7 separate regions of the Mus musculus genome follow, and all the other regions are linked to region 4. Evidence: chromatin contacts called from public promoter capture Hi-C data. All regions are on one chromosome and are shown on one strand. The core of a region is the stretch at or near the end of the contact, and the rest is flanking DNA. Distances in the headings are between cores, read along the strand shown.

Region 1 (2,700 bases), core at 39-2,538, 3.8 Mb before region 4:
CCACACAAACCAGAGTGCTGAAATTCTGCAACAAGGCCTTCCCAGAAGGGTCCTGACACTGCCTGTTCTTCTGGAAGTCCACAGTCACACCAGTGGCTGAGAAATGACCACAAAATACAAAACAGCAGTTTAAGTCCTTGTCCTGGTGCACACCTTTAGTCCCAAATGTAGGGATTAAAGGCGTGTGCCAATACCACCTGGTTTATAATGCGCAAACTGTGAAAATACTGTGACCTATACCCTCAAATAGCCTACTGTGCCTTTCCAGGTTCTAGGAACTCAGCACAAAAACACGATTTTCTTTTCTTTCTTTCTTTCTTTCTGTCCTTTTGTTTTTTGTTGTTGTTGAGACAGGAGCTCATCATGTAGCTCTGGCTATCCTGACCTCACCAAGCAGACCAGGCTGGTCTCCAACTCTTTGATCTGCCTGCCTCTGTCCTCCCTCCCCCATGCTGGGATTAAAGATGCATGCCAACAAGCCTGGTGCATTTATAGCAGAATATTGCATTTACATCAGGGAGTGCATGTCTCCGAAGGAAAGGTAATGGTGGGTATAGAGTTTACTTTTAAATGTTAATGGTTAAAACCATATCTATGAAACTCGCAAAAAAATATGCTTTTGGATTCAATTACATTTGCAGCCACTCCTTTCATGACTGCTGTCTAAAAGCTCTCAGCAGATGCCAAGTCACCAAGTATGTTCACGGGTATAACAAGGGAGTTAGCATGGATGAATGTAAATTCCAAGAGCTTTGTCCTTTTCACCTAAATAAAGAGAACTGTTTTGCAAGCATCAAAAGATAAATTCAAATATTCTCCTAGACCACTCTACTATGAATATTTTGGCAATCAGGTGAACAATAAAAAACAAATCAGGATTACTTCAGTTCATATGACCTAAAATTGTGTTGACAAGGGAAGAAACCCACAGCAAAACTTCAGAGCTTGCTTCCTTAGGAACAGCAGAGAAACTGATCACAGCCTGGTCCCCTCCCTCCCCTTTCCCAGCCCCTCAGCTTCTCTGACCTGGGAGGATCCAGGGCGGTAGGGAGGCGGGTCCAGCTGCTGCACTGCAGACTTCCCCACCATTCCCCGCGCGGCGCCCACGTCAGCCCCGAGTTTTACCTTCCCCGAAGTCCACCCTGTGTTCTGACCCCAGGTCTGCACCACATGATTCCCCACGGTGCAGGCCTGCTTGCTCTGCACCTGAACAGGTCATTGACACTCAGGCTTTGGCTCTCAGTACAACTACCCAGGCCTCATCAGCCGGTTCCCAGCTTCCGTTTACGTCACCCCCTAACTCCTCCCACTCTGAACACTTTTCTACATCACACACCCGCCTCAACAGGCCACATCCTCACACCCTCTGTTTCCGGGTAAGTGGCCCCGCCTTACGGAGATAGCTCCCTCCCATTCTGTGTCAAGCTGCCTTCCACACAGCTCCAGATGTCAGGCTGAACAGTCTCCCCTCATGCTTGCTGCCAGCCTAGACCAGAAGTGAGAAGTGGACCTGCTAGGAGGCTGTGCACCCAATGTTTGACACACACAGTGAGTTTTGAACCCTTTATATCCAAGATAGCCTGACACCTGGACTTGACAACCAGCCTCTGGGCTACATAGTTCATACCAAACAGCAACAGGCTCTCCCATCCCAACACACAAACATGAGAAGCCAAAATACTGAAATTCTGACTTAGGGAGAGACATTTAAAGAACTTAAGTCAGAGATCTGGTAGCTTTTGCTACCAGCCCAAGGCAGAATTCACCCCGCAGTGTACTGCTTTCACCACAAGAAGGCAGACTTGCCAGTTCACTAACTCAGAAAGACATTAGCCTTCTATGACTCATACTTAAAGTCCTTTGAGAGAAAATATAGAATTTCTTCCTTCTGTCGTTCCTTCCTTCCTTCTTTCCTTCCTTTTTTAATAGAGTGATGGGTGCAGAGACTCTTGACTATCCTGATAGAGAAAATAAGTAAAACTTAAGCCGTCAGCTACACCATCAATCTCTACCTCTGGGGACACCACCAAGGAAGAAGAGGTGGTTAGGAAATAAGAAGGGAAAAAGGAGGGGAAAGGCTAAGACACGACACAGCATTCTCCAGACCATACAACTATTGTAATCAGTAACCAACAGCAGCTGTCTTTATGTGCACTGGCCTCACACAAGACCACAGTCAGTGTAGGTTAGGGAATGGCACACACAACCTCTCAGATGTTGACTATGGATAGATTCATAGATTCTAGAAGAGTGATGTGCCTTTAGCATATCAGGGTCCAGCACACATCAGGCTCCAAACCCACAGTCTCACAAATGGCTCTGGTTCATCTCAGTGGATCACAAGCAATATGAATAGATATGGACACAGTAGAGTGACTGTTGGAATTGTGAACCAGGATAGTGGAGAGGTAGGAGATGAGAGTGGGCAGTATTTGATGTGAGCGCACAAATGCACACACACATTCTGTGTGTATATACATGTATATGTGAGTGTAAAATAGTTAATAATAGAAAGATTGGGAGGATTCATTCATTCATTCATTCAGGACAGGATTTTGCCATGTAAACCTGTTTTTAAAGGCAACAGTTTAAATGATTACATCAGTCTGTAATTTATTGCTTGGTAGCATCAGTATCTTATGGGATTTTTGTTTTTGTTGACTTTGTTGTTGTTTTGCAAGATAAGTTGGCCTTGAATTC
Region 2 (2,700 bases), core at 110-2,609, 4.1 Mb before region 4:
AGATGTGAGTCTCATTCACACATAGCTCAGACACAAAGAGAGTCATTCTCCCAGGAATCCTGAAAAGAAAGCTGGAGAGACTGCAAGAAAACTATTGTCTCCCATAGAAACCAGACTGCTACACTTGTCCAAAGGGAGATCTCTGCAAAAATCCCTGTCAGCAGAGTCTAAGCATTCCCACTCCTACAGGATGTCCACAACCACAGGACTTGATGATAACAAACCCTACAATAAAAAAAAAAAAAAAAAAAAAAAAAAAAAAAAAAGCTTGGCCACATATGTAGGTGCAGAGCGCTTTTCTTCAACCACAGAGATCTTTTTTCTGATACAGGAGAGTGATCGTAGTTGTACAAAAGATGCTTTCTAAAACTTTAATCTATACTGGGTTTTCTAATCATAACAATAGAGTGGTCTGATACACTCACATAGCAATAGTGAGCTTGCCTGGCCCTAAGGTGTACCATAAGAACTCAGCATATGAAGACGCACTTCTGAATGCTTTATTTACATCCGAAACTGCATACAACACTAAAGTCTACTTAGTAAATATTAATGTTTACAATCACAACCATAGCATAACATAAAGTATATTTTCTCGTTCAAAAAAAAAAAGAATCTGTACTGGTTCTTCATATGGTTAGTATAAATACAAAGTTCTATTTAGCGAAGTAAAAGGTATTCTCTTGAATAAGCAATTAGTAAAACACGGGTGTTAGAAACATGAATACATTTACGTCCCGTATGCTTTGTGATTGACACAATAGCAAACAGCAGATAATGCAACTGCTCTATCATTTTTAATGAGTTATTTTACAACTGAATATTCTGATAACTGGAGGATAAATGAAAAAAAAAATCATGATAGACCCCCAGTTCACAGGATCTCAATTTCCCGACAACGGTAAGATAACAGAACTGTGAGAGCGGCATCCATAAAAGCAGCTGCGTAAAACACCCCGCTGCTCCGCTCCCTCCCGTTTCCCAGCCCCGCAGCGCCTCTGACCTGGGACCTTCCGGGGCCACCGGGCTGCGGTGCCCGCCGCTGCGCTGCTGACTCTCCCAGGTCCGCAGCCAGGAAACTGCGTCTGAGGAGCTTTCCGGTTTCCGGAGGAAACTGGGGCCGAAAAACCAGCGCTCAGTTCGAGTACACATGGATTACACAGGTAGCAAGGGGAATGGTGGCTTTTCACGTCATTCTGGCCTGGACATTTGGAGCTGGCGACCTAGAAGAGAACGCAGCTGGACGGACTCTACCAACGTAATTAAGGAAGTGAAAGCGGCGGGCCTGAAGGCGTTAGCGCTGTCACGTGACCGGAACCGTGGTGTCCTGGGCGGGGCTAGGGGAGCCGCTCCAAAGATCGTGGCCAGAGACTGGGAACCGCGTCCCCTTAGGTACCTGTTGGAGCCAAGTTGTCTCTACTCCCACTGCGGGCGACTTACCCTGGCCTGGTTCTTTTCGAAGGCCGTAAACTCTCCTCAGATGCGGTTTCCTGTGCTGACCTGGGAGAGTCAGCCATCAGCCGCGCAGCCGCGGGCACCGCAGCCCGGCGGCCCTGGAACCTTGCAGGTCAGAGGAGCTGCGGGGCTGGGAAATGGGCTGGAGCGGAGCAGGGGCTTGTTTTCTGCAGTTGCTCTTAAGGACGCCGCGCTCACAATTCTGCTGTGGATTTTTATCATTGTCAGGAGGTTTGAGATCCTATGAACTGGGTGTATCGTGGTTTGTTTGTTTGTTTGTTTGTTTGTTTCATTTATCTTATGGTTACCAGAATGGTTTCCGAAAATAGTGTCGTAGAACATTTGCAGTACTGTAGTTTGCACACGGGGTTCTCTTTGTTACAGCAGTTACAAAGCTTCTCGAACTTAGATTTCTTAACTCCCTTGACCCATCATTTGCCTACTCAGGAGAGAGTGGCCTCTGGCCTGGGAAATAGGCATTCCCAGAGAGCTTTGTAGATATTAGTCTTATGAGGAACCAGTACACATTTGAGTGAATCAGAAAATATACATTACGAAGCACCAAAATTATGACTGTAAACATTAAGTTTTACTGACCAAAGTTTTGCTCCCCGTTAGAGTTCCATCTTAGATGCATGCTCTCTTTGATGTAAATACAGCATTCAGACATGTGTCTTCATATGCTTAGTTATTAACATCACACCTTACGGCTGAATGAAAATGAGATGATGACTGTCCAAAGGTGTGGCTGAGGAGAAGGTTAATTGTAGGTCATGATAATGCTCAGATTAGCTGGAGAAAACAAACAAACAAACAATTCCACCATTTGAGTAAGGGTTGTTAAATACTAACCAAGAGATGGACTTTGGTCACATGCTCCAGAGCTTTATAAAGACAAACCTATAGGCCACCATACTTTCCCATGCATGAGGTTTTGCAATTTTCTCAAGAACTAAAACTCCCAGCATTCCAAGAAGGTACCTGGTTCTTGCGAAGGTGGTGCTTACACGGTATTTTTGGGTTTTACAGTATGAACCAGAAAACAACCAGAGGCCACTTGAAGAGTCCAGACTGAACTAGGTATGGGGGTCAGGGAGGGACCAAGAGAAAAACCAGGAGCCAGGAAAGCTTCTAGCCAAAAATGTCGACTTTGATGTGTTAATAGGCACTTAAGTTAGCCATTCCTCTTGTGATATAGTCCAGCCCAGTATGCATGCTGTGAGAGGAAGATGTTTTTATAGATAG
Region 3 (2,700 bases), core at 133-2,632, 3.9 Mb before region 4:
CTGCCAGTGAAAGAATAGATGTCACAGATGGACCAAAGGTGGGAGAGCTCTGAAAGGCCTGGTCTCCAGGCCAGTTCCTATATGCATTTTATAGTCTATAAGCACAAGGTGGGGCCAGAAGGAAAGTAAGCAGGACTTCCCTGAAGCATCAAGGCAGTTAGCTTGGAGGTTTTTCAAATGCAGGTTACAGCTGACAGATGTAAGCTTTGCGGGTAAGGTAGGTAAGGGCAAGACTTTTGTTTCCGCCACCTCTCCAGGTCATTCTGTTCCAAGTAGCAAGATGAAGTTGCAGAACACTACAGCAGTGCTTTAAGTAAATCATTCAATAAATCAGTAATTCAGTATCAAATAAATGGTCTTTTCTACCTTATCCCACTTTAATTCTAACATGAAGTCTCTATGCAAAAAGCCCCGTGAAGAGAGTGTAGGCATTCCCTCTTTTCCTGGGACAAGTCCACAGCCACATCACTGGAGATCAACAAATCCTGAAATAAAAAGCAACACTTTGGCCACCTGCCCTTGAGTAAAGTGCAGGTTATGAACCAAGGGCACATTGAATTGGAGACTGTTTTCTGAAGTAAGTAAGCAGCCACAGTTATGCAAAGGTCCTTTCTACTGTGGTGCTTTGTCACTGAACATACTGTAGGGTCTGATATCTTCACACTCAGCATGCATAAGGTGACTTTCTGGACTCTAAGATGTAACATTAAGACCCTCACCTGGAATACAAGATTTTGAGTACTGTATTTACATCATAGAATGTGTGCATCTCAGATGTCAAGTTAGTGATAAAATTCTACAGAGTAAATATTAATGATTACAACTATAACTGTGGAGTTTGTGAAAATATATTTGTGATTCTTCTGTCGATCCTTATGTGACTAATATCTAACAAGTTTTTTAGGTTGACAATCCACCAGCTCTAAATGCTACTCTCTTGAAAAGCTTGGATAATTTAAAGTGTTTTGTTCTTTCCGAACTAACAAAGAGAATTGTGAGATTTTTAAGAGAATATGTTGAAAACCTTACAAGAAAAAAAAAAGTCAGGAATTGTCCAGTTCTTAGGAGCTCATGAGAGCAGAGTCCTAATGAGTAGCCCAGAAACCGATCACACCCTACTCCGCTCCAGCCCCGCAGCGCCTCTGACCTGGGAGGTTCCAGGGCCGCCGGGCTGCGGTTTCCGCCGCCGCGCTGCTGACTCTACCAGGATGCCCCGCGCGGCACCTGCGGCTCTCGGGAGTTTTCACGTCTCCGCAAGACCCTGGGCAGTGTCCTTGGCCCAGATTCTGCACTAGGTGTCCCCGGAAATTTCTGAGGGAAAGGCGAGTTTTGCTGAGGCCCTCTCCCGCTTTTGGGAATATGTTGCCTACTCTGGTCCCACCCACTATTAAGTGTCCTCTCACCGTACCCAATCCCGCCCACCTACTTCCTGTTCCGTTTACTTTCCCAAGGGTCCCAGCTATGTTGTTCTGAAAACTGCAAGTATCCAACGCCCACTGGGCGGCAGACACCTTAAGAAATGTCAATTGCCATGGGAAAGGGTGAAAAGGGGGCAGTGTTCTCTAAGGACGGCAAATTAGAGGCAGACTACAAAACAGTTCTAGAGACTGTTCAATGGCGTGAAAGCCCAAAGAAAGGGTTCAAATATCTGAACGAAACTTAAAAATGACAGAACAAAATGACTGGAGATCAAGAAATCACAAGCAAAGGGTGGAGAGAAAAATGAGGACTAAATAGATGAATCCAATAAGGCCAGGTGTTAAGGAAAACTTAATATGAAGTAACGGGGAAAAAGGAAATTCACTGGGCAGTAGTGTTGCAAGCCTGTAAAATCTCAGCACTCAGAAGGCAGAGCCAGGCCTGAGTTCAAGGCCAGCCTGGCCTACAGAGTGAGTTCCAGCACAGCCAGGGCTACATAACGAGATCCAGTCTTGAAAAAAAAAAAAAAAAGTAGAAGCTCTCAGTAAACATAGGCTATATTTCTTGGTAATCTGTTCCTGGCATTTTTGACTTCCTTAATTTTCCTGGTAAACGTTGTGCATGTCCCTTTGCGTGTGTCTATGTGTGTATGTGTTGTTGTTGTTTCTTCAGAGCAATATGTCTTCAGTGTTTATGTCACAGGTCGCGTGGAGTATCAACATCCTGAATCTTTGATGCTTTGATCTTGGGATTCTTTGTTTAAAGGCTTTCTGACAGCACATTGGCAGGCATCAATTTCTTTACAGACATTGAAAGGAATTCGACCCTCCCACCCTTTACTTGACATCAGGCACATACTGCTTTGGGTAAAGACACTGTTCTTCATGGGAAAACCTTGTCATTCCCATTACTGACTGGGACAACAAAACCCTTTTGCTCTTTAAGCAGAACATAAACAAATACTTCCGTGGCCAAGTGCCTCTCGTAGAAACTACAAAGTTAAGTTCTTCAGCCACTTAAGTGGCTAAATTTTATGAACACAGCATCAACACACATAAAATAGGACTCTAATTACAATGCTGCCTACTTGTGTTGGACTGATCAAATCTAAAATAGAACAAACATACAATTTGTGTTAAAAAAAATCAAGTAAAATATTTGGGGGTTATATCCCCCAGGGAAAAAGATTCCCAAGGAAGCCATCCCACTGAGTTACCAATTTCACAAAATAAGCCAAGTAATTATCCTTTGCTTCTCACATGCTGAAATAATAAAATATGA
Region 4 (2,700 bases), core at 170-2,669:
GGAACCCAGGTTGAGAGGCAGGAACACATCCAGGCTTCAGAGTCCTGACAGTGAGAATCCCAGATAGGTCACATGTACTTGACCCCACAAAAGCTTCAGACTCCCTGTGACTTATTTACTTCCCTCAGTTCCTTGCCATCTTTGACTCCCCTCATCTCTGGAGTTTCCTCAACAAATAACCTAACTCAGACAGGTTCCCAGGGTCACTTCCTCAAGATGACTTTCCCCACCACTTATGCCCATAAAACACTCACCCCGTCGTCTAGCAGCCTTCTCCTGAAGAGAAACTGTCATCTGTGTAAATTCATCATGCAGGTAGCTCCTCTCATCATAGTCTGAAGGTAGATGAGACACCATGGCACAAACCTGGTTCCATGGTGTTCTCTATGTCCCACTCATGGCTGAATATCTCCAAGCCCTGTGATCATCCCAGATTCTATAGCCCCAGTCTATTGTTCTATGTGCCCCACCTAGAGCTCTCTCTCTCTCTCTCTCTCTCTCTCTCTGTGTGTGTGTGTGTGTGTGTGTGTGTGTGTGTGTGTGTTTCCCTAACCCTAACCTAAACCTTCAATCTTGGTATCTCTCCATCCATCTAATCTCTCTCTCTCTAGGCCTGTTACCTGGTACCCTGGATCTGCTTCCTCATCTACATCTTTACTCCAACCCCATTGGTCTCTGTCCCACCTATCTCTAGATCACTGTCTCTCTATTCTTCCTGAAACTACTCTCTGTATCTATACCTATGTCCCTCACTTTGGGACTCTGTTCCTGTCTTATCTCTATGTACCTTACTCTCTGTGTGTCTCTCATCTCTCTGGATTGATTCCTAGCTCTCTGTCCCTCTCTCCAGGTCTCTAATCTCCCCACTCATCTGTGTTCCCAATCCATATCCTCTCTCTGAGCAATGCTTCTACTTTTCCATCTCTTTCCCTTACTGTCTTTAGACTCTCTCTGAGGCACTGTTTTGTCTGTCTCCACCCCACTCTGGACCTGTTTCCTTCCATTGTTTCCACCTGTCTCTCTTCTCTGTGTCTATGTCATGATCCTGTACTTGGCTTTTCTTCTTGGAGTAGCTCAAGGAATCTCCTTCCCCTCCCCAGGGCCCTGGTTCAGGAAGGAGGGGCTCCTCACTGATTTTCATGTCTTTGAGATCTTCAAAAGCCCCTTCAAGCTCATTTCTGCACAGGTTTATCTTGGTTTCCTCTCTGCCCACAAACAGCTGGCAGACACGGAGGCGTTCCTCATAGGTAGTGAAGCAGAAGAGACAGGCCCACGTGGATGCCCTGAAGATCAGCAGGAACAACAGGACAATGCTCCCTACTAAGGAAATAAGACCCATAACAGAGGGTCTCCGGGTCTGAGGAGAAGATAGTGACCTTTGTGAGGTCATTGTGGGGGAGGGGGAGCCTGTGATCAGAGATTGAGTTTCAAATGATGGTCAAGCATCAGGCTCCAGCTAGAGGAAGGTTGCCAGGGGTCACCTGAAATCCCTAAATTTGTGGCTGGGCCAGGCGCCAGGCTCCCAAGAACCTCACCTGTGACCCTGGACGTCCTCACAGGTTAAAGGGTCTCAGGGACCCAGAGGCCGGCAGTGTAGCTATGGTGGACCAGAAAAACCCTTTTCCCCAGAGGTGGGAACGGGGAAGCGAGACAGAAACAGATACCCTAAGCCCCAGAAGATAGAAAGGAACCAGGAGATGCCTCAAAAAGCTCAGAAACCCAGTGTCACAGAGATACATTCACAGCACTAGAGAAACAGAAGCTTCTAGAACCCTAGAGACATTGGCATAAGAGACAGAGACAGAAAATTCGAAAATCTCAAGATGGCATAGAGACTGCAAAGAAAAGGGATAGGATAGAATGTGAACAGAGAAGACACCCCAGCTCCTATCAAGAACTCTTGGGCAATGGTGTGGACCTGGGGTCCCCGCCGGCCCCTTCCAGTGCAGGGCGCAGCCTGGGGAAAGCTAGGAGGCCGTATAGTGATCTCCTCGGGTGTCTTCCTCAACTATACAACCTCCTACCTCAGCCCGGGGGGCGCGGCAGGTGGGCAGATTGACAGATGGATTGATGGGAGACCAGAAGTAGGGAGGGTGGGGAGGGCCGGGGAGGTCCCAGCCGCGATGGTGAGCCCCCGACACGGACCCACAGACACGAGCTTGTGTGCGGCGAAGGCCCCGCAAGGTCGGTTCTACGGGTGGGTGCCAGGACCCAGGAGTCCGGGCCCCCGGCCCCCTCCTCCCCAAGGAACCCAGGAATTCAGTCCCAGCCCCAAAATCTAAGCCCCAGCCCCCCTCTTTCAAGGCCAGAGATCCAGACCTCAGCCCTCCTCCCTCAGTCCCAAAGCTTCCTCCCTTAGACTAAGGGGTAGTGGTCACAGCCCTCCCTCCCACAGATCCAGGGAAGCAGACCCTGCCGCCTTGCACTCAATTCTCCTCAGTCCAGACCCAGGGACTCAGTCCCTAACCCTCACAGTTCTCCTCCACCCCATAGCCCTCCCCGGCAGACTCAGGGTCCAACCAGGCACATCCCTTAGAGAAGACAATCTGGTTAGAGACCTGACTTCTGCACTGCAGAAAGGATGTATCCCCGTTTGTCTTGGCAATCTGAGCCCCTTCTGTAACCCCTAAAGGTTTCATATCCCAGGCCTGAGTTAAAGGCCTTCTGAGTATCAGAAGTCCTCATGGGTCTCATGGAATA
Region 5 (2,700 bases), core at 145-2,644, 3.7 Mb before region 4:
ACACAGCAAACAAAAGAACTAAAAAATTACAGTTTGGTTGTATGTCCATAGAGTCCTTTACTAGAAAGGAGACAAAAGACTACTATTGACATTTTTCTAATATAGAAGAGTTAATTTTTCAAAAGACGCTTTATAGTTTTATAGTTTACAACAATACGTTTCATTCGTGTTTTCATTTTTCTTCTCCCGTTTCCAATAGACGGGATTTCTCCATAGCCCTGACTGTCCTTAAACCATGTCTGTATACCAGGATGACAAGGATCTTCTAGACCTACCTGCCTGTTTCCCAAGATAGGGATTAAAGATTTGTGCTTATAATGTCCTTTCTAACTGTGAACTGTAACAGATGTGCAGCTTAGTTGTCATGTGGGCCCTGTAACAACTGGAGCAGAGCCTGTCTCTGACTCTGTTGTCTGCCTTTGGATTCCTTTTCCAACTGGGCAGTCTTGTCTAGCCTCAATGGTAGATAAGCCTAGTCCTACTGCAACTAGACTGGCTGAGCCACTGGACTCCTCCCCTTCTCTGAGGAGAAATGGAGGAGGAAATTGGTGGAGGAGAAGCAGGAGGAATGGACTGGGAGGAGAGGAAGTGGGGGGAGGGGTGGTGTTTGCGATAGAAGTGTAAAGTAAATAAATTAATAATGAGAAATAAAAGTTTACTTATAAATGTTAATGTTCACAACCATACCTATGTAATTTGCAAAAATAAAATATTCTTTCAGATTATTTGCAACCACTCCTTTATATATAGTATCTAAAAGATATCCGGGGATGCCAAGTCACTGTAAGTCTCCTGGTAAAACAGGCCAGTTAGAGTGAATGAATGTAAATTTCAAGAGCTTTTTCCTTTTAACCTGAACAAACAGAATTGGTTTTCAAAAATCAATACATAAATTCAAATATTCTACTACAGTATTCTAATAGGAACATTTGGCATTCAGAAGTCAATTTAAAAAAAAAAAAAAAAAAAAACAGGATTAGTCCGATTTATGTGAGCTAAAAGTTCTCGACAAGGGAAGAAAGACATCTACAGCAGAATTCCCGAGCCAGGTTCCTTAGAAGCAGAAGACAAACCGATCACACCCTGTTCCCTTCCCGCCCTTTTCCAACCCCACAGCTCCTCTGACCTGGGCGGTTCCAGGGCCGCCTGGCTCCGGTTCTCGCCGCTTTGCGACTGATTGCTGATTCCTCCAGGATGCCCCGCAAGGCACCCGCGGCTGCCTGGAGTTTTAGCTTCCCACGAAGTCCTCTGTGTCCTCTGACCCCAGGTCTGAACCACGCGATTCCCCACGGGGCAGGGCCGCGAGCTCTGGACCTGACAGGTCCTTGACACTTCTGGTTCTTCGTCCCACGTTTCCAGCCTCCCACACCCAGTTTCCAGCTTCCGTTCACGTCACTGCCCTAACTCCTCCCACTGGGAATACTCCTCCCACTCGGAACACTATGTTTTCCACCCCCACCTAATGTCTAACAACCTTCCACCATGTTTCTGGGTGAATATCCCTGCCCCGCGAACACGTCCCTCCCACTTTGTCTCAGGCTTCCTGCCATACAGCTCCAGCTGTCAGGCTGCTTCGGACCCGCTATGCACAGCCTCCCAGTGGCCACTGTCTGCCTAGACCAGAACTGGGCCTAATAGGACGCTGCACCCCGGTATCTGATCCCCATCCTGGGTACTGAATCCTTTAGATGCAAAATAGCCTAAAACTAGCCTCTAGGACACATACTTCATACCAAACAATAACAGGCTAACTTGAGAAGCCAGAGTCCCATTCCCAACACACAAACATAGGAAGCCAATACCAAATTCTGAAAATTTGACTATGGTACAGACATTCAAAGAACTTGGATTTTGAAAAAAAAAAAGAAAGGTGTCTAAAGAAGTCAGTAGTCATCGTTTTGTCATCAGCATAGGGCTGAAGTCATCCCGCACTGTACTGCTTTCACCACTAGATGTCATTTTACTAACTCAGAAAGGCATTTGTCTTCTGTGAGTCATTCACGAGGCTCTTTTCTCATGACAGATTTCTGGTGGATGCAGACTCTTGGCTAGCCCAGTCGCAAAAAAAAAAAAAAAAAAAAAAAAGTAAAGTACGTGGTTCTAGTCATAAAAAAGTCTGTTACTCTATAACAACTCCAGCTCTGGGAACACTGAGGAAGAAGAGTAGGTTAGGAAATAAGGGAAAGAGGGAAAAGGGCTAAGACACACCATCCTCTAGATCCCATACAACTATTGTAATCAGTAACCAACAGCAACTGTCCTTCCCTGCACTGGCCTCACACAAGACCACAGTCAGTCTAGGAAGTGGAACAGCTCTCTATATGTTGGCTATGGATAGAGTGTAGAAGAATCACTGCCTTTAGTTGTCATCCTATACTGAGCACATCAGACTCCAGCAAGGTCTCACAAATGACTCTGGTTCATCTCAGTGATCCCAGGCAAAAATGAATGGAGATGAACACAGTAGAGTGACTGTTGGAACTGTGGACCATAGTGAAGAGGTAGGAGGTGAGAGTGGCAGTATTTGAAGTGGGCACAGAAACACACAATGCTGTCATGTGTGTGTGTCTGTGTTTGTGATATATCTAATAATAGAAAAGGGGGGGGGGTATTTATTCATCCATTCATTATAGACAGAGTTTCTCTGTGTGTACCTGTGTTTAAAAGCTGGTGCTAAGCCGGGTGTGGTGGCGCACACCT
Region 6 (2,700 bases), core at 104-2,603, 4.5 Mb before region 4:
ATCAAACGTAGACACTATTGTGGATGCCATCAAGTGCTTGCTGACAGAAGCCTGTTAGAGCTGTCTCCTGAGAGGCTGTGCCAGTGCCTGACAAATATACAGGTAGATCCTCGAAGTCAACCCCTGGACTGAGCACAGGGTCCCCAATGGAGGAGCTACCGAAAGGACCCAAGGAGCTGAAAGAGCTTGCAGCCCCATAGGAGAAACAATATGAACTAACCAGTATCCCGAGAGCTCCCAGAGACTAAACCACCAACCAAAGAGAACATACACATGGTGAGACTCAAGGTTCCAGCTGCATATGTAGCAGAGGATGGCCTAGTTGGTCATCAATGGGAGATGAGGCCCTTGGTCCTATGAAGGTTCTATGCCCCTGTGTAGGGGAATGCCAGGGCCAGGAAGTGGGAGTGGGTGGGTTGGGGAGCAGGGGGTGAGGCGGTGTATTCGGAGGAGAAACCAGGAAAAGGGATAACATGTGAAATATACATAAAGAAAATATCTAGTAAAAATTAGGCAATTTAAAAAATAAATCAGCATATGAAGACGCATTTCTGAATGCTTTACTTACATCCTAAACTGCATACAACTCAGACGAATAATTCATGGGCAATAAAAAGTATGCTTAGTAAATAGTAATGTTTACAATCATAGCCGTAGCATAACACAAAGTATATTTTCTCGTTCAAAAAAGTGTGCACTGGTTCTTCATATGATTACTATATACACAAAGTTCTACATAGCAGGGTAAAACGTATCCTCTTGAATAAGCAATTAGTAAAACACAGGAGTTAGAAAATATGAATAAATTTACATTCCGTAAGCTTTGTGATTGACACAATAGCAAACAGCAGATAATACAACTGGTCTATCATTTTTAATGAGTTATTTTACGACTGAATATTCTGTTAACTGGAGGATAAATGAAAAAAAACCATGATAGACCAACTGTTCATAAGATCTCAACTTCCTGACAACTGTAAGAGATCCACATCAGAACTGTGAGAGCGGCGTCCATAAAAACAGCTGCGGAAGCCCCCCCCCCCCCCCCACCTCCCCGCTCCGCTCCCTCCCGTTTCCCAGCCCCGCAGCGCCTCTGACCTGGGACCTTCCAGGGCTGCGCTGCTGACTCTCCCAGGTCCGCAGCCACAAAACAGAGTCTGAGGAGCTTTCCGGTTTCCGAAGGAAACTGGGGCCGAAAAACCAGCGCTCAGTTCGAGTACACATGGATTACACAGGTAGCAAGGGGAGTGGTGGCTTTTCACGTCATTCTGGCCTGGACATTTGGAGCTGGCGACCTAGAAGAGAACGCAGCTGGACGGACTCTACCAACGTAATTAAGGAAGTGAAAGCGGCGGGCCTGAAGGCGTTAGCGCTGTCACGTGACCGGAACCGTGGTGTCCTGGGCGGGGCTAGGGGAGCCGCTCCAAAGATCGTGGCCAGAGACTGGGAACCGCGTCCCCTTAGGTACCTGTTGGAGCCAAGTTGTCTCTACTCCCACTGCGGGCGACTTACCCTGGCCTGGTTCTTTTCGAAGGCCGTAACTCTCCTCAGATGCGGTTTCCTGTGCTGACCTGGGAGAGTCAGCCATCAGCCGCGCAGCCGGGGGCACCGCAGCCCGGCGGCCCTGGAACCTTCCAGGTCAGAGGAGCTGCGGGGCTGGGAAATGGGCTGGAGCGGAGCAGGGGCTTGTTTTCTGCAGTTGCTCTTAAGGACGCCGCGCTCACAATTATGCTGTGGATTTTTATCATTGTCAGGAGGTTTGAGATCCTATGAACTGGGTGTATCGTGCTTTGTTTGTTTGTTTGTTTGTTTTCATTTATCTTATGGTTACCAGAATGATTTCCGAAAATAGTGTCGTAGAACATTTGCAGTACTGTAGTTTGCACACGGGGTTCTCTTTGTAACAGCAGTTACAAAGCTTCTCGAACTTAGATTTCTTAACTCCCTTGACCCATCATTTGCCTACTCAGGAGAGAGTGGCTTATGGCCTGGGAAATAGGCATCCTCAGAGGGCTTTGTAGGTAGAAGTAAAAAGAGGAACCAGGGCAGACTTGACTGACTCAGAAAGTAAGGGTCCAGACTTAACCAGGATGTGATTGGAAAGAGAGAGGTGGAGTTGGACAAAGGAAGAGAAGGGAAGAGAGAATAGGGGGCAAGAGAAGAAGCGGGAGCCAAGAAAGCACCTAGCCAAAGTTGTCTCCTTTGATACTGTTTGGTTTTGGATGCCAGGACAATGGACTGAGGTGCATATTTTAAATATCAAAGCAGACCTGACCTCAGGGTTCTACCAACCTGAGAGGCCCTGCCCTCAATCCTAACTTTTCAGCCCAGGGTCCTGGTTGCCCTTCCACTAGAGGTGCCTCCCTATATAATCCAAACGTTTTGGTCTCTATCTCTCTTCCTCCTCTTCTTCTTCCTCTTCCTCCTCTACTGTGGATGGGCCTGTTCTTGTGAACCAGTCCCCTAATGAATATAGGAGCCAATCACTGGGTGAGTACATGGGACTTTCAGGTTGGACATAGGAAGAGAGTAAACAAGAGAGAGTCGGGTCCTTTTGGAACCAAGACAGCATATGGGTAAGATGTAGCTGCTTGAGTGTCCCAGTATCATGGCAGATCCACAAGGATCAACCACTAGAAGAATAAGAGTACAAGGCTTACAAGATTAGGTTTTCAGGGTTGTGCCCAGAGATTGAGTTAC
Region 7 (2,700 bases), core at 48-2,547, 3.9 Mb before region 4:
ATCCTACTTCTAATCATAGCTCAATCAAAACTCAAGGGAAAAAAATGAATCTGTATTACTGGAGTGATATTATAAACTACTGAGTATCTAGTTTCATCATGGAACAAAAACGAAAGAAGCCTTACACATCCCAAAATAACAAACATGAAGAACAGATGAAATTTCATGAAAACTTTGTCTTTTTCTCTGAGGCTTTCACTTTCTTCTGTGAGATGTGAGGCTCATCTCATTCACACACAGCTCACACACATGCAGAGTAATTTCCCCAGGAACCCCGAGGAGCAAGGAAAAGTGCAAGAGACTATTGTTACTCACAGAAACAGGACTGCTGCAATTCTGCAATATTCAATCTCAGTACAAAACCCTATGAGTGAGGTCCAGGCATTTCCTCTTCTTCCTGAGAGAAGTTCACCGCATGTCAACAACCCTGAAATTACAAAGCAACAGTTTGCCCTTTGTCCATTGTCAGAGTGTTTCTTGCATCAGAAAAGATACTTTCTAACTTTGTCCCATTACATACTGTTTTCTAATGTAAACAGTGTGGCCTGTTATCCTCACTCTCAACATGCATACTGTACTTCTCTGGACTCCTGAGGTGTGCCTTAAAACCTCAGCATAAGAACACATATTTGTTATATTCACATCAGCGTGTATGCATCTCAAATGCAAAATGAGTGATGAGTAAAACCTTTATTTAAGAATTGTTAAAATTTACAAACATAACTGTGTAGCTTAGCAAAAAAAAAAAAAAAAAAAAATCCACAAACTGATCAAAATCTGCAGTTACTCCTTATGGGGCTGGTAGTTAACAAGCTCTCTGGGACCTTAAAGTCTCCATGTCAAATTCCTCTCTCTTGAATACGAAACGGGTAGACCAAGGGCGTTAGAAAATGCCAACAGTTTTAGTTTTTGCATAACAGCAAAAAGAATAGTGTTTTCAATGGTCAAAACATAAACTCAATTAGTCTAAGGGATACAGTCTTGAGAATATTCTGGAAACCACGGATAAATGGTAAAATCAGCATGTGTCCCATTTCATATGTTCTCAAACTTATCTTCAAGGGTATTACCCTTCACCAGAATTGTGAAAACGGTATCCTTATGAGCAGCAGAAAACTGAACATGCCCCTGGTCCAGTTCCTACCTGTTTACTACAGCTCTTCTGACCTGGGAGATGCTAGGATCGCCGGGCTGCGGTTCCCGCCACTGTGGTGCGGACCGGCGAGTCTCCCAGACCGTTCTACGAGGCTCCAGTGGCTGCAGGAAGTTTTCACATCTACTTGAAACTCTGGCCAGTGTCGGCCGTCCAGCCCTTAAACAAAGATTTCCTCTCAGAGAATGGAGGGTTTTCCGGCCCCTCCCTCCTGCGGCCACTGGAGCCGCCTTTGGGTCCGCCTATTATAGATAGGTTCCGGTTACGTAGGTTCTCTGACCCAGCCCACTGGTTCAAATCCCTTGTCCAATTGAGTTTTCCAGGCCTTCCATGCGGGCTTTAGTTTTCTCTTCGCTCTATTTTTCTAGACCAGTTTTCCCGCCCCGTGGAGACCGGTCCCTCCCACTCCGTCTCAGGCTGCCTTCCACACAGCTCCAGACGCCAGGCTGCTCTGCACATTCTCTGCGCAGCCTCACCATGAGCACTGCCATCCTTGACCAGAACTGGATCTAGTAGGACACTGCACCCCAGAACCTGCCCCACACTCTTGATTCGGAACCTTTCAGATGCAAGATAGTCTCGACTTGACTAGCAGCCTGTGGGCTACATACATCAAACAATAGCAGGTTAAATTCAGAGGCCAGAGTCCGATCCCCAACGGACACACACAAAATGGCAAGCCAAAACCTGAAACTCAAAACTCAGATCCAATTGGCACTGTCTCCCAAGTGCTGGGATTAAAGTTCTATACCACCATGTCCAGATATTTATGTTTATATTATTTATACTGGTGTGATTTGTAAGTATAGACCGGATAAATGCTCTGGCACATTATTTAGAAGGGTATTTTTTTCTTTAGTATGAATTTTCTGAAGTGTTGTTAGAGTTGAGCACCGAGTAAGATTTGTGACATTCTTTACAGATGTAAGGTCTCTTTAATCTGAACTCTCTGATGTCTTCTAAGACTTGTATGCTAGATAAAGGGTATATCACAATCATTGCTTTATTACGTTTTTTTCTCCAGTATGAATTTTCTGATGTGCTCGAAGAGTTGAACCCTTTGCAAAATATCTGTCACACACCTTACATCTGTGAGGTCTCTCTCCAGTATGAACTCTCTGATGTCGTCTAAGATGTGAGTCCTGGATAAAGGATTTGTCACATACCTCACATTTGTAAGGCTTCTCACCAGTAGGGATTCTGGAAAGTGTTTTAAGATGTGATAACTCAAGAAAGTACTTACCACATTCTTTGTGTTTGCATAATTTCTCTAGAGAATGAGTTTCCTGATGCCTTCTATATGAGGCATAGTGAATAAAGGATTTGTCACACTCTTTACAGTTATAAGGCTTCTCTCCTGTATGCAATTTCTGATGGCTTTTAAGTGCTGACAACTGAGGAAATGACTTTCCACATGCATTGCATTTGTAAAGCTTCTCCCCAGTATGACTTCTTTGATGTGTTTTAAGGCTTGAGCACTGGTTAAAGGATTTGTCACATACATCACATTTATAAGGCTTTTCACCAGTATGGATTCTGTAATGCCT

The links. Promoter capture Hi-C pulls out the DNA fragments that hold promoters and counts their contacts.
Region 1: a contact with region 4 is called in a promoter capture Hi-C map of second pharyngeal arch cranial neural crest. The contact joins the promoter of Zfp983 here to the promoter of Spaca6 in region 4. A contact is called at or near these places in 5 of 39 promoter capture datasets (cranial neural crest, hippocampal neurons, liver and 2 more).
Region 2: a promoter capture Hi-C map of liver shows a contact between it and region 4, with 4 times the contacts expected there. The contact joins the promoter of Zfp942 here to the promoter of Spaca6 in region 4. A contact is called at or near these places in 5 of 39 promoter capture datasets (cranial neural crest, hippocampal neurons, liver and 2 more).
Region 3: a contact with region 4 is called in a promoter capture Hi-C map of second pharyngeal arch cranial neural crest. The contact joins the promoter of Zfp229 here to the promoter of Spaca6 in region 4. A contact is called at or near these places in 6 of 39 promoter capture datasets (cranial neural crest, frontonasal cranial neural crest, liver and 3 more).
Region 5: a contact with region 4 is called in a promoter capture Hi-C map of second pharyngeal arch cranial neural crest. The contact joins the promoter of Zfp948 here to the promoter of Spaca6 in region 4. A contact is called at or near these places in 5 of 39 promoter capture datasets (cranial neural crest, frontonasal cranial neural crest, maxillary cranial neural crest and 2 more).
Region 6: a contact with region 4 is called in a promoter capture Hi-C map of pre-B cells, with 3 times the contacts expected there. The contact joins the promoter of Zfp758 here to the promoter of Spaca6 in region 4. A contact is called at or near these places in 3 of 39 promoter capture datasets (frontonasal cranial neural crest, hippocampal neurons and pre-B cells).
Region 7: a contact with region 4 is called in a promoter capture Hi-C map of second pharyngeal arch cranial neural crest. The contact joins the promoter of Zfp760 here to the promoter of Spaca6 in region 4. A contact is called at or near these places in 5 of 39 promoter capture datasets (cranial neural crest, frontonasal cranial neural crest, maxillary cranial neural crest and 2 more).

The regions. Positions count from the first base shown.
Region 1 is chr17:21,649,199-21,651,898 of GRCm38.p6, reverse strand. It overlaps Zfp983 (zinc finger protein 983), which reads right to left and starts at 1,288. Exons shown (of 7, transcript NM_001357098.1): 1 at 1,027-1,288; 2 at 1-96.
Region 2 is chr17:21,961,123-21,963,822 of GRCm38.p6, reverse strand. It overlaps Zfp942 (zinc finger protein 942), which reads left to right and starts at 1,359. Exons shown (of 6, transcript NM_001199048.1): 1 at 1,359-1,567. It overlaps Zfp943 (zinc finger prtoein 943), which reads right to left and starts at 1,264. Exons shown (of 4, transcript NM_001025373.2): 1 at 1,004-1,264.
Region 3 is chr17:21,732,406-21,735,105 of GRCm38.p6, reverse strand. Zfp229 (zinc finger protein 229) reads right to left here and starts at 1,382. Exons shown (of 6, transcript NM_001164676.1): 1 at 1,148-1,382.
Region 4 is chr17:17,829,694-17,832,393 of GRCm38.p6, reverse strand. It overlaps Spaca6 (sperm acrosome associated 6), which reads right to left and starts at 1,419. Exons shown (of 9, transcript NM_001162909.1): 1 at 1,132-1,419; 2 at 255-335. The coding sequence starts at 1,390. Mir99b (microRNA 99b) reads right to left here and starts at 2,206; the gene lies at 2,137-2,206. It overlaps Mirlet7e (microRNA let7e), which reads right to left and starts at 2,042; the gene lies at 1,950-2,042. It overlaps Mir125a (microRNA 125a), which reads right to left and starts at 1,582; the gene lies at 1,515-1,582.
Region 5 is chr17:21,565,672-21,568,371 of GRCm38.p6, reverse strand. Zfp948 (zinc finger protein 948) reads right to left here and starts at 1,394. Exons shown (of 6, transcript NM_001002008.2): 1 at 1,127-1,394.
Region 6 is chr17:22,360,106-22,362,805 of GRCm38.p6, reverse strand. It overlaps Zfp758 (zinc finger protein 758), which reads right to left and starts at 1,353. Exons shown (of 3, transcript NM_001347330.1): 1 at 1,099-1,353. The coding sequence starts at 1,224. Zfp944 (zinc finger protein 944) reads left to right here and starts at 1,406. Exons shown (of 6, transcript NM_176962.4): 1 at 1,406-1,638.
Region 7 is chr17:21,706,338-21,709,037 of GRCm38.p6, reverse strand. It overlaps Zfp760 (zinc finger protein 760), which reads right to left and starts at 1,297. Exons shown (of 6, transcript NM_001008501.2): 1 at 1,145-1,297; 2 at 316-427.